3 separate regions of the Mus musculus genome follow, and all the other regions are linked to region 2. Evidence: chromatin contacts called from public HiChIP or PLAC-seq and promoter capture Hi-C data. All regions are on one chromosome and are shown on one strand. Each heading gives the region's core, a stretch centred on a gene start, on an enhancer-like site or on the middle of the called end of the contact. The rest is flanking DNA. Distances are from core to core; before and after follow the strand shown. Region 1 holds the start of Scamp4 (secretory carrier membrane protein 4). Region 2 holds the start of Thop1 (thimet oligopeptidase 1). Region 3 holds the start of Nfic (nuclear factor I/C).

Evidence for each region. Promoter capture Hi-C pulls out the DNA fragments that hold promoters and counts their contacts. HiChIP or PLAC-seq counts read pairs in DNA pulled down with a chosen protein or histone mark.
Region 1: a promoter capture Hi-C map of embryonic stem cells shows a contact between it and region 2, with 2.0 times the contacts expected there. The contact joins the promoter of Scamp4 here to the promoter of Thop1 in region 2. A contact is called at or near these places in 3 of 39 promoter capture datasets (embryonic stem cells, frontonasal cranial neural crest and pre-B cells) and 2 of 9 other capture datasets (adipose tissue and macrophages).
Region 3: a contact with region 2 is called in a FOXA1 HiChIP or PLAC-seq map of pancreatic cancer cells. The contact joins the promoter of Nfic here to the promoter of Thop1 in region 2. A contact is called at or near these places in 1 of 484 Hi-C or Micro-C datasets (myocytes) and 1 of 115 datasets of contacts at active chromatin or transcription factors (pancreatic cancer cells).

The regions. Positions count from the first base shown.
Region 1 is chr10:80,601,446-80,604,390 of GRCm38.p6, forward strand. Scamp4 (secretory carrier membrane protein 4) reads left to right here and starts at 1,437. Exons shown (of 7, transcript NM_019575.4): 1 at 1,437-1,504. Adat3 (adenosine deaminase, tRNA-specific 3) reads left to right here and starts at 1,435. Exons shown (of 2, transcript NM_001100606.1): 1 at 1,435-1,504.
Region 2 is chr10:81,068,651-81,071,483 of GRCm38.p6, forward strand. It overlaps Thop1 (thimet oligopeptidase 1), which reads left to right and starts at 1,433. Exons shown (of 13, transcript NM_022653.4): 1 at 1,433-1,628. The coding sequence starts at 1,613.
Region 3 is chr10:81,425,776-81,428,771 of GRCm38.p6, forward strand. It overlaps Nfic (nuclear factor I/C), which reads right to left and starts at 1,398. Exons shown (of 10, transcript NM_008688.3): 1 at 1,301-1,398. The coding sequence starts at 1,330.

The DNA.
Region 1 (2,945 bases), core at 187-2,686, 470 kb before region 2:
CTCTACAGCTCCTGGCCTAGCATTTCTATGGACCTGGGCTTAGTCAAAAAATATTAAAGAAACAACATGGGTTTCCTGGTGGCCCTGTTTTGGTGTGATGACCCAAAACTTGGTTTTCTTCCCAAGACCCTTGGTTCACATGGCTTCCTAGAAGCCAGACACTGTACCTAAGGGTTCTAGCTTCGTTTTTTTGTTTGTTTTTCGAGACAGGGTTTCTCTGTATAGCCCTGGCTGTCCTGGAACTCACTCTATAGACCAGGCTGGCCTCGAACTCAGAAATCTGCCTGCCTCTGCCTTCCAAGTGCTGGGATTAAAGGCGTGGACCACCACCACCCGGCTTGGGTTCTAGCTTTGTAATGCTGGTCATATCCACACTAATCTCCCACTTATCTGTCTTGCAAGCAGCCATACACCAAACTCATGGGACCTACTCTGCTCTGATAAGCTGGTCACAAGGCATTCCTTATTCCAGAAAGATTGTGTTTGGCAGACAGGCCTAGAAGATTGCAAACAGGTTGATCCTGGAGCCAACCCCAGGCTCTCTGGTGCCACTTTCTACCTTCCTGCTGGTCAGGGCTCAGCCAGGCAATCTGCTGTTTATGTCCTAAGCCACAGAGGAAGAAGGACCCTGGGAGAGACTCAGGGACTCTGGCCTGGGAATGACATGTTGGGCAGATAAAGCTACACTGTGAAACTCTTTATCTAAAACAATAATTAACTAAAAGGTATTAATGTTAGGTCATCTCTCCTGCCTCTATTACTTGTTCATTTATTTTCTTCATCTTTTGTTTTTGTTTTTTAAAGACAGGATCTGTCCTGGAACTCCCAGTGATTTGCCTGCCTCTGCCTCCCAAGTGCTGGGGTTAAAGGCCCTCGCCCCAACCATCTTGAACTTTTGTTCTCTTGTATCCACCCCCAGAGTGCAGGCATGACCAGCTTGTGCCATGAGGAATGCTATGTATGGAATCCAGGTTCTCCTGGGTGCTAGGAAAACACTCCATGAACAGCCCCAGCCCCAGACTTATTCAGAAGTTCACATATCTGTTTCACCCATGTACAGATGAGGAGAATGAGGGCCTGAGTGGACCTAAAACTTCAGACTACAGTCACTTTCCAAGCAGTAAAAGTGATTGTTCACCAGCAACATGGGACTTTACAGAAGTATGATGGCAGATGCTCTTTGAGTGACTAATGGCCATAGAGTCTCCTTCTGCCTCAAGTCTTCTCTCTGCTGATGTCTCAAAGTGTCACAAAGGGGCCGAGTTCAGTGCCATCCCAGGATCTCAAACCACAGTATTCTACTCGCTGCAGCACACATAAGAAAACCCCCTAGACTCAGCAAGGCCTTGTGAAGCAGCCACGCGCACGGCCTTAAGGGAAATGTAGTCGCATCGCGCAGGCCCCGCCCATGGAACTACGCTCCCGTGGTGCCCCGCGGTGGCAGGCGTGGCGGCCCGGTTGCTAGGACTTGGATAAGCGTGGCGTTCGCTCGGGTGTCCCTCAGGTGAGCAGCCGCCGTAGGGGTTCGGCTTTCGCCGTTCCGAATCCGCCATGGGGCACCGGAGATGGTGACAAGGCAAGGGCGGTGGACAGGGAAAGAAGGCCTTATCGGGACAGACCGCGTAGCCTGAGAGGGTTGTGCGCGTCCCGGGAGGCGGTGGGAGTACGCGTGCGCGAGTAGTCAACGCTAGTACGCGTGTGCACAGGGCTTTTCGCCCACCGCGCCCTATGCCGTTGGTTTGCGGCGCACGCGTGTACCCTACTTCTGATTCCGGAAACCCTGTGATTTCCAGCTGCTTCCGGTTGTATGTTCCGGGTCATCACAGTCCCCTGCCTCAGGGTTATCTTATCCACCATCCTTACAGCAGGTGTGCAGTTTCCCTTTAAGCTCTTGTACCCTATGGGGTTTCTTGGGGTATCTTGGTGGTACCAGGGATCGAATCCTGGACTTTGGTTATATTAGACTGGCACTGGACTACTGATCCCCTTCCCCTCCCTTCAGAAGTGGATTCCAGGAGCTTTCGCTAATCTTTGTACCCAGCCCTTAAATGGATGATTCCAGGCAGGGACTCTACCCCTGCGCCACACCCCATCCCCTCACAAGGGGCCCTAACCTAAGCTTCAGTCCCTCACTGGTGGACATAGGTAGGCTCAGCACTGCTGAGCTCTACCCCGAGCCCACTTCATTTTTTTTATTTTGGAAGTTTCCTGTACCGCTGAAGCTGGCCCCGAACTCCCATCTAGTGGCTTATTGAGTGACTTGTATTTCAGGCCTGAGCTTCCAGACCTGATCCTTGTAGTCTGTCCAGCCACGGTCCCATTCTTTTGGACCCTATACCCAGGACCCAAGGCCCATTGTTTGCCTGCAGTTGTTGAATGCAGAGGGCGTGTGGTTCCTCAGAGGTGGGAAGTGTCTGCTGGACCGCAGGTCCTTGTCTGTGGTACAAGGAGCCCCTTTCAAACCTGTTCCCATGCTGGTGTACAGTGGGCACCTGTCACCTAAAACAAGGGAATAACAGGCCACAATTGCAATGAACATGAAGGGCCCCTTTGGCCAAGCATTGGCTACCATCCTATAGCTATTAAACTCCTCTCCAGAGGCCCATAAGCCCAGGCTGTCATCTGTCCCCAAGGCATCCATCTTTCTGTGTCCCTTGTTGTCTAGTCTTGAGGGGACAAACAAAGCTGTGTCTTCTGCCCTGGAGACAGTGGCGCTTTGTAGCCCAGTCAGGCGCTGTGCGTTGTAGGCGTGGTGTATGCCCTGGGGAAGCCAGATGTCACCACGCCCTTCATGGGCTCTGCCTGCCATGGGGCCTTTGCAGGGGCAGCCATGGTGACACCAGGATCTCAGACACCCTTGGTGCTGTTCTCCCTTCTTAGTCTCAGGACTCCTAGTGGCACCCGTGACTCTCTAGTTAGCCCATAGAGACATTCAGTGTTGACCT
Region 2 (2,833 bases), core at 183-2,682:
GTTTCCCCGCACCCCGCTCTCCCACCCCCCACCCTCTCTTCACCTCGCTTCTTCTTGGCTCTTCCGATGAGAAAGTCACACCAAGCAGAAAATCTCATGTAAGAGATTTATTGGTGGGTTCAGGGTGTGGAGAGATGAATCTTCCCTCTTCTCCTGGGAGTAAAACATTAGGGAATTAGACAAAGGGCGGGGCTTACATAGAATTTCTTAGGAGGCAGGGCTTTTCAGGGCAGAGATTTCCAGATTAACGATTGGTGGAATTTCAAGTCCTGAGCTTGAGGAGCTCAGGGATTGGTGGGTTTTCCTGTTCGGGGATTGGTGACTTTTTTCCCCCTCACCCTCTTTACCCTGCATCAGGCCCATGGGTTAGTGTGAAAGTCCTTCCAGGCCACAGCCAACTTTTGCTGAGGCGCCATCTCTGTGAGGCTGCTCAAGGAGGCTGGAGATGAGGTCCTATCACTGTGGGACAGTTCCTGTAGGACAGCTCCTGCAGGGGTGTTCTTGAGGGGCAACCTCTGTTGTGTTGGGAAAGGTGATACACTACTGTAGACAGTTCTTGTGACAGCTCCAGGCTGAGGAGATGTCATGGTGCCAACATTTTAACAGGAGCCGCCAACAGCTCCTAGGAGGCATCTTAACGTGCCACAGGCTGGTGCAGGAAGGAGGGGCCAGCCCTGGCTTTTGCAGTACACCGATTATCAACTACACTTGACCACAGAGCCATCTCTCATGTTTTTTCAGACAAGGTATATAGTCCAGGCTACTCCTGCAGGTTGCAGGTTGGGTCAGTTTTGTTTTACTTGGACTGAAATTGCAGGTATAAGTCAGCACACTCAGCTTACAAAAACAAAACAAACAAGCAAAAACCCGTGGCGGTTCTCACTTGCATTCCCAGAACCCAGGAAGCTGGGGCAGGAGGATTGCTACGAATTTGAGGCCTGTCAGCAAATTCAGACCAGCCTGGGCTACATGAAACTTTGTGTCAAAAAAAGGAAGGAAAGAAGGAAGAGAAGGTTGGAGGGAGGGAGAGAGAGAGAGAGAGAGAGAGAGGGAGGGAAGCCAGGCATGCTGGAGCACTCTGGTCATCTCAGAACTCAGAAGGTGGAGTCATGAGGAACTGGCTGAAGAACAAAAAGAAATGAATTGAACGAACAGACCAAGCACAAACGCACACAGCCTGTATAGAGTGAAATCCTCACAGAAAAGGCAAGGCAGAGAGGGTGTTAGGTTTCCATGGAAACAGCATCCTGGCGTTCCGAGGGTGCGTAAGGCTCCGCCTCACTCACCTATGACAGCCAATTGCGGGCTCCACTGTGTTCAGCGCATGCGCAAAATCGCACCACTGACAGGGCAAGCTCGGGATAATGTGGGCGGAACCGCGATGCACCGGCGCCAGACTGGTTGTTCCTGCGCATGCACACTCGCGTTGACCAGCTGCCTTCGCGCGCACGCGCCTTCCTAGCGTGCTCGGAGCTCGCGGGCGGCGGGCGCCTCAGTCTGAGAGCCACAGCAGAGGAACTGGCTCAGGTGAGGCGAGCTCCGAGGAGATCCGGACCGCACAGGCGTGAGGACCAGAGGAGGGCCGTCGCCGCCTCGCGCGCAGCCGACCGCCATGAAGCCCCCCGCAGGTACCGGTCGCCCCTCGCCCAGGCCCTCCCTTTCTCTCCTCCTTCGGGCAGATGGAACCTTTGGGATTCCCGACCCTGACCCCTTCGTCTGCAAAATGAATGAACTAACTTTCCCATGACTTCAACCTCTTGATAAACTGAATTTTAAAAGAATACTTTTCTCATGCTCCCTGCTATTCTAACTAGGGTAAGATGGACTGCCAACGGGGCGATGAGCAAAACCCACACATGGTGTAAAAGGCTCTAGTTCCTGGAAGGCTGCTGGAGACGGTGGCCTGGGAACCTCGGTGCCAGGACAGTGTGCTATCTAGCATCTAGAGAGGACCTAGTAATACTTCCAACTAGGTTCTTTTGTATTTTTAGGATTTGTTATTTTTAACTATTGTTTGTACGTCTGTGTGTGAGTACCTGCACATGTGTGTAGTATTCATGATGGCTAGAAAAATGTGGCCCATCCTCTGCTCCTGGAGTCAGTTACAGGTGGTTGAGAGCTAGCTGCCTTTCAGGGGTGCTGGGAACCAAACGCAGCAAGCACGCTTGATCACAGAGCTCCCTCTCCAGCCTCTTGAGTCAGCAACACAGGGGCTTAGGCTATGGTCACCCCACTTTGGCAGGGCTGGTTGGGAGACCCATCTTTCTCTTGCCAGGTCTGCTGTGTATGTGTGTGGGGCATCCCATATGGTGGAGCTACCAGGCAGGGATTCCCGTCAGTTGTAGACATGACTGTGACCCAAAAAGATGAAGACTTGTTTGGATTTTTTTTTAAACATTATTTAGTGTGCTTGTGGAGGTCAGAGGACAGCTTGCGGGAATCAGTTCTCTCCTTCCACCTAGTCAGTTGTGGGGATTGAACCTAGATCGTCTGCGTTGGCAGCAATCACCTCCAGCTGCTTAGTCATCTTGGGTCCCCTGGACTTGCTTAATCCAGAGAAGGAAACAGAGCCAGTGCCAGCCTCTCTTCCCAAGTGTGGGAGACCGAGACTAGGAGGATCCCACCTCCAGAAATTGCAAGGGTAGCCTGGACAATCTGGCAAGATCCTATCTTAACCCATGAACAGAGGACTAGGGAAACAGCCCAAAGGGCCCTGTGTGTGACCTTCCTGTATCTGAGAGCGGCCTTGGGGGGGGGGGGTGGCGTCTGGAGCTCACACCCATACATTTTCTCATGCCTGCAGATAATCCCCCCAGTCATGATCAGGATCATG
Region 3 (2,996 bases), core at 148-2,647, 360 kb after region 2:
CTGGGGATCACAGAACTGCACCTCTTACCAAGATGGAGGGACCCGCAGGAGTGGAGGACCCCAGGATCCTGTCCCTGAGATGGGCTACCTGGGTCTTCCCTGGCAAAAACAACCATGGCCCTCACAAAGTTCTCCTCAGGACATCAGACAACTGCAATTCCCAGAACCAACACAGTCTGGAGACCACTATGTCTCACTCTCTTTCAGGGGAAACTGAGGCAGACACAGCAAAAAAAAAAAAAAAAAAATCACAAGAGGCTGTGGAGTTGGAAAAGACAGGCTTATGATTCCAGGGGGCAGACACAGCTGGGGGGCTCCTTGAAGGGGGGTCCCCTGGAGGGATGGATGCACCCCTCCCCACTCTCCCTCAGATGCTGGAACCCAGCCAGAGGGGCACAGCAGGGCAGGTGCTGGATTGGCCACCTAGTACGCAGTGTCCGCCAGTCCCCTGCCGCCGCCGCGGCCTCCTCCTCCTCCTCCTCCTCCTCCTCCTCCTCCTCCTCCTCCTCCTCCTCCTCCTCCTCCTCCAGCCCTGGCCTCTGCTCCTCCCGCCAGCCGCCTGGCAGCGCCTGCTCGGCTCAATAATTCAAGAATCAATGCGGAGCTGGGGGGGAGCTGAGCCAGGGAAGGGGGGGGACCCGCGATGGACACCCGCAAGACTGCCCCTCCCCCCGCGCGCCAACTTCGCGCGCCCCTCCCCCTTCGCGCGCACACGTGGGCCTGAAATGGAGGGGGACACTGCCAGCTGGAGGGGGGGGCGGCCACCTGGGAAACCAAGAACTCGCGAACAAATAGTCTAGGGGTCCCTTTACCGCACAGCTAGGGAGACCTACAGTGCAGCAGGGAACCCCAAGATCAGTCCTACGGGCGGGTGGGGAGCGTTCTACGTGCGGGTGGGGTGCTTCCTGCGGACACCTACTCTCTTCTCCATCTGGAGGGGACCCAGACTTCCTGGGTGCAAAGGGTGAGGGCTGTGGGGAGGACGCCAGCCCCCCCCCCCATCCAGCCAAGACGAGAGAGAGTTCCAAAAACAGCCGATTTAGATCAAAGTGGGGGCCCAGAAAATGGGGTTCCAAGTGTGCAATCAAGCTTAACGAGGATGGAATCCCCAATCTCAAGAGTTGCCCGCACCCCAGGTCCATGCCAGGAACACCCTGGCCTGGAAGAGGGTGGGTAGAGAGGACGCGCGCGCTTTTTTTTTCCCACCCCCGCTGCGGAGGGGAGGTTCCAGACTGCAAGAATGCGGTTCCAGGTGGAGCCGGGGTGCGGGCCGGGGCCAGGCCGGGAGCGGGGTGCGTACCTGGGTCAGGCAGAGCGGGGAGGAATACATCCCGGGGCGCTGGCACCGGAGGCGCAGAGGCCGAGCGGCCGCCGAACTTACTGAGTCATTTTTGCAGCCGCCCTCCCGCTCCTCCCTCCGCCGTCCTCCCCGCCCCGCGCCGCCTCTCGCCCGCCCCCGCTCCCTCCCTGCCGCCCGCATCCAACTTTCAAAGAAATCGCCGACAGCAAACAAGCAAGCAAACAAACAAACAAACTATGTCTCTACACGCGGACCCCCTAGTCCCCTCCCTCTAGAGCTATCCATTTGTAGAGGAGGACACAGCGATCAGGTCCACGAGATGGGGCTGAGCCCTTAGCTGCCCCCCACATCCCACCTGAGTCCCTGCAGCAGCCTGCCTCTGCCCCCAACTGTACCCCAAACTCCATCTGTCCCCTCACCTGTGCCCTCAAAGTGGCCACTGCCAGTAGGGTAGAGGGGGACCAGTGTGGGAGGCTTTCCCTTAAAAAGCCAATAAGTGGTCTAGCAGCAGGTATGGGGTCCCTGGGAAGGGTGCGGTGCAGGACTCAAGGCCAGGCCAGGCTCTGACACTACTGTGTGATAAAGAGCAGAGTGGGGTGATCCAGGCCAACCAGGTCCCCAAGTTTAGATCAGTGTCCAGGCTGCCCATTTCATATTTGGGGAATCTGAGGCACAGGGAAATCTCACTCCAACTAACTTCATTTTTCTTCTCTTTTCTTCCCTTCCTTCCTTTCTTTTAATTATTACTATTTTTGAGCCAGAGTCTCATGTTGCCCAGGTTGGCCTTGAACTCACTATGTAGCTAAAGATGACCTTGAACTCTGGATCCTCCTACTTCAGCCTCCTGGGAAGACAGGTATGCTGGGCCTTGCCCAGCTGGAGATCACCTTTCTGAAGGCAGCGTCTGAAGAAGCCTGCACACCCCCACCCCGGCCACCAGTGTCCACTCACAAGTCTAGGCCTTTTTCAATTATTTCTCTCCCAGGGACCCAAGGACATGGGATGTGAGGGCTGGGGGGAGAGTGTGCTACAGAGCAGTAAGATGCTTTAATCCGTTATCACTGTAATTCCAGTGAAGCCAAGGCCCAGAGAAGGAAACCACTGGTTGGGGTGTCGGGTCCCAGGTGCCTGCCTGGCACACCGGCCACCTGGTCCATACCCCAGGAGATGCCTGTGAGTGACACTATTAGGAGTACCCACGGATACTGACCAAACCACCTGTCAGATTGGATGCGCGCCCTTGGGATGTCCAGGACACCAGGGCCCACACCTGTCATCCCAGCAGGGATGAAGAGGCAGGAGTGTCAGAAGCCAAAGGCCAGCCTGGGCTACATGAGCCCATACTGATCACCTCCCTATATTAGGGACAGCACACAGCAGGTTCAATGCATGCATAGTGTGCATGTGTGGCTCTGTCCCAGCCAATAAACATCATTCTCCCTGAACCTCAGTTTCCCCGTGGGTGTCTAATGTTCTGGGTTGTGGAGATGCAAGCAGACACCAGCACCGAGGTGACCATGTGCCAAGGGTGCATCGGGAGGCTCAGGAGGACACTAGACTTGTACCTCAGCTGCATATGACCCATTTGTTAAAAAAATAAAAAGTCAGGGTGCTGGAGAGACAGCTCAGCAGTTACAGTCCCAGCTGCTCTAGCAGAGGAACCCAGTTTCGGTTCCCAGCACCACCCACATGGCAG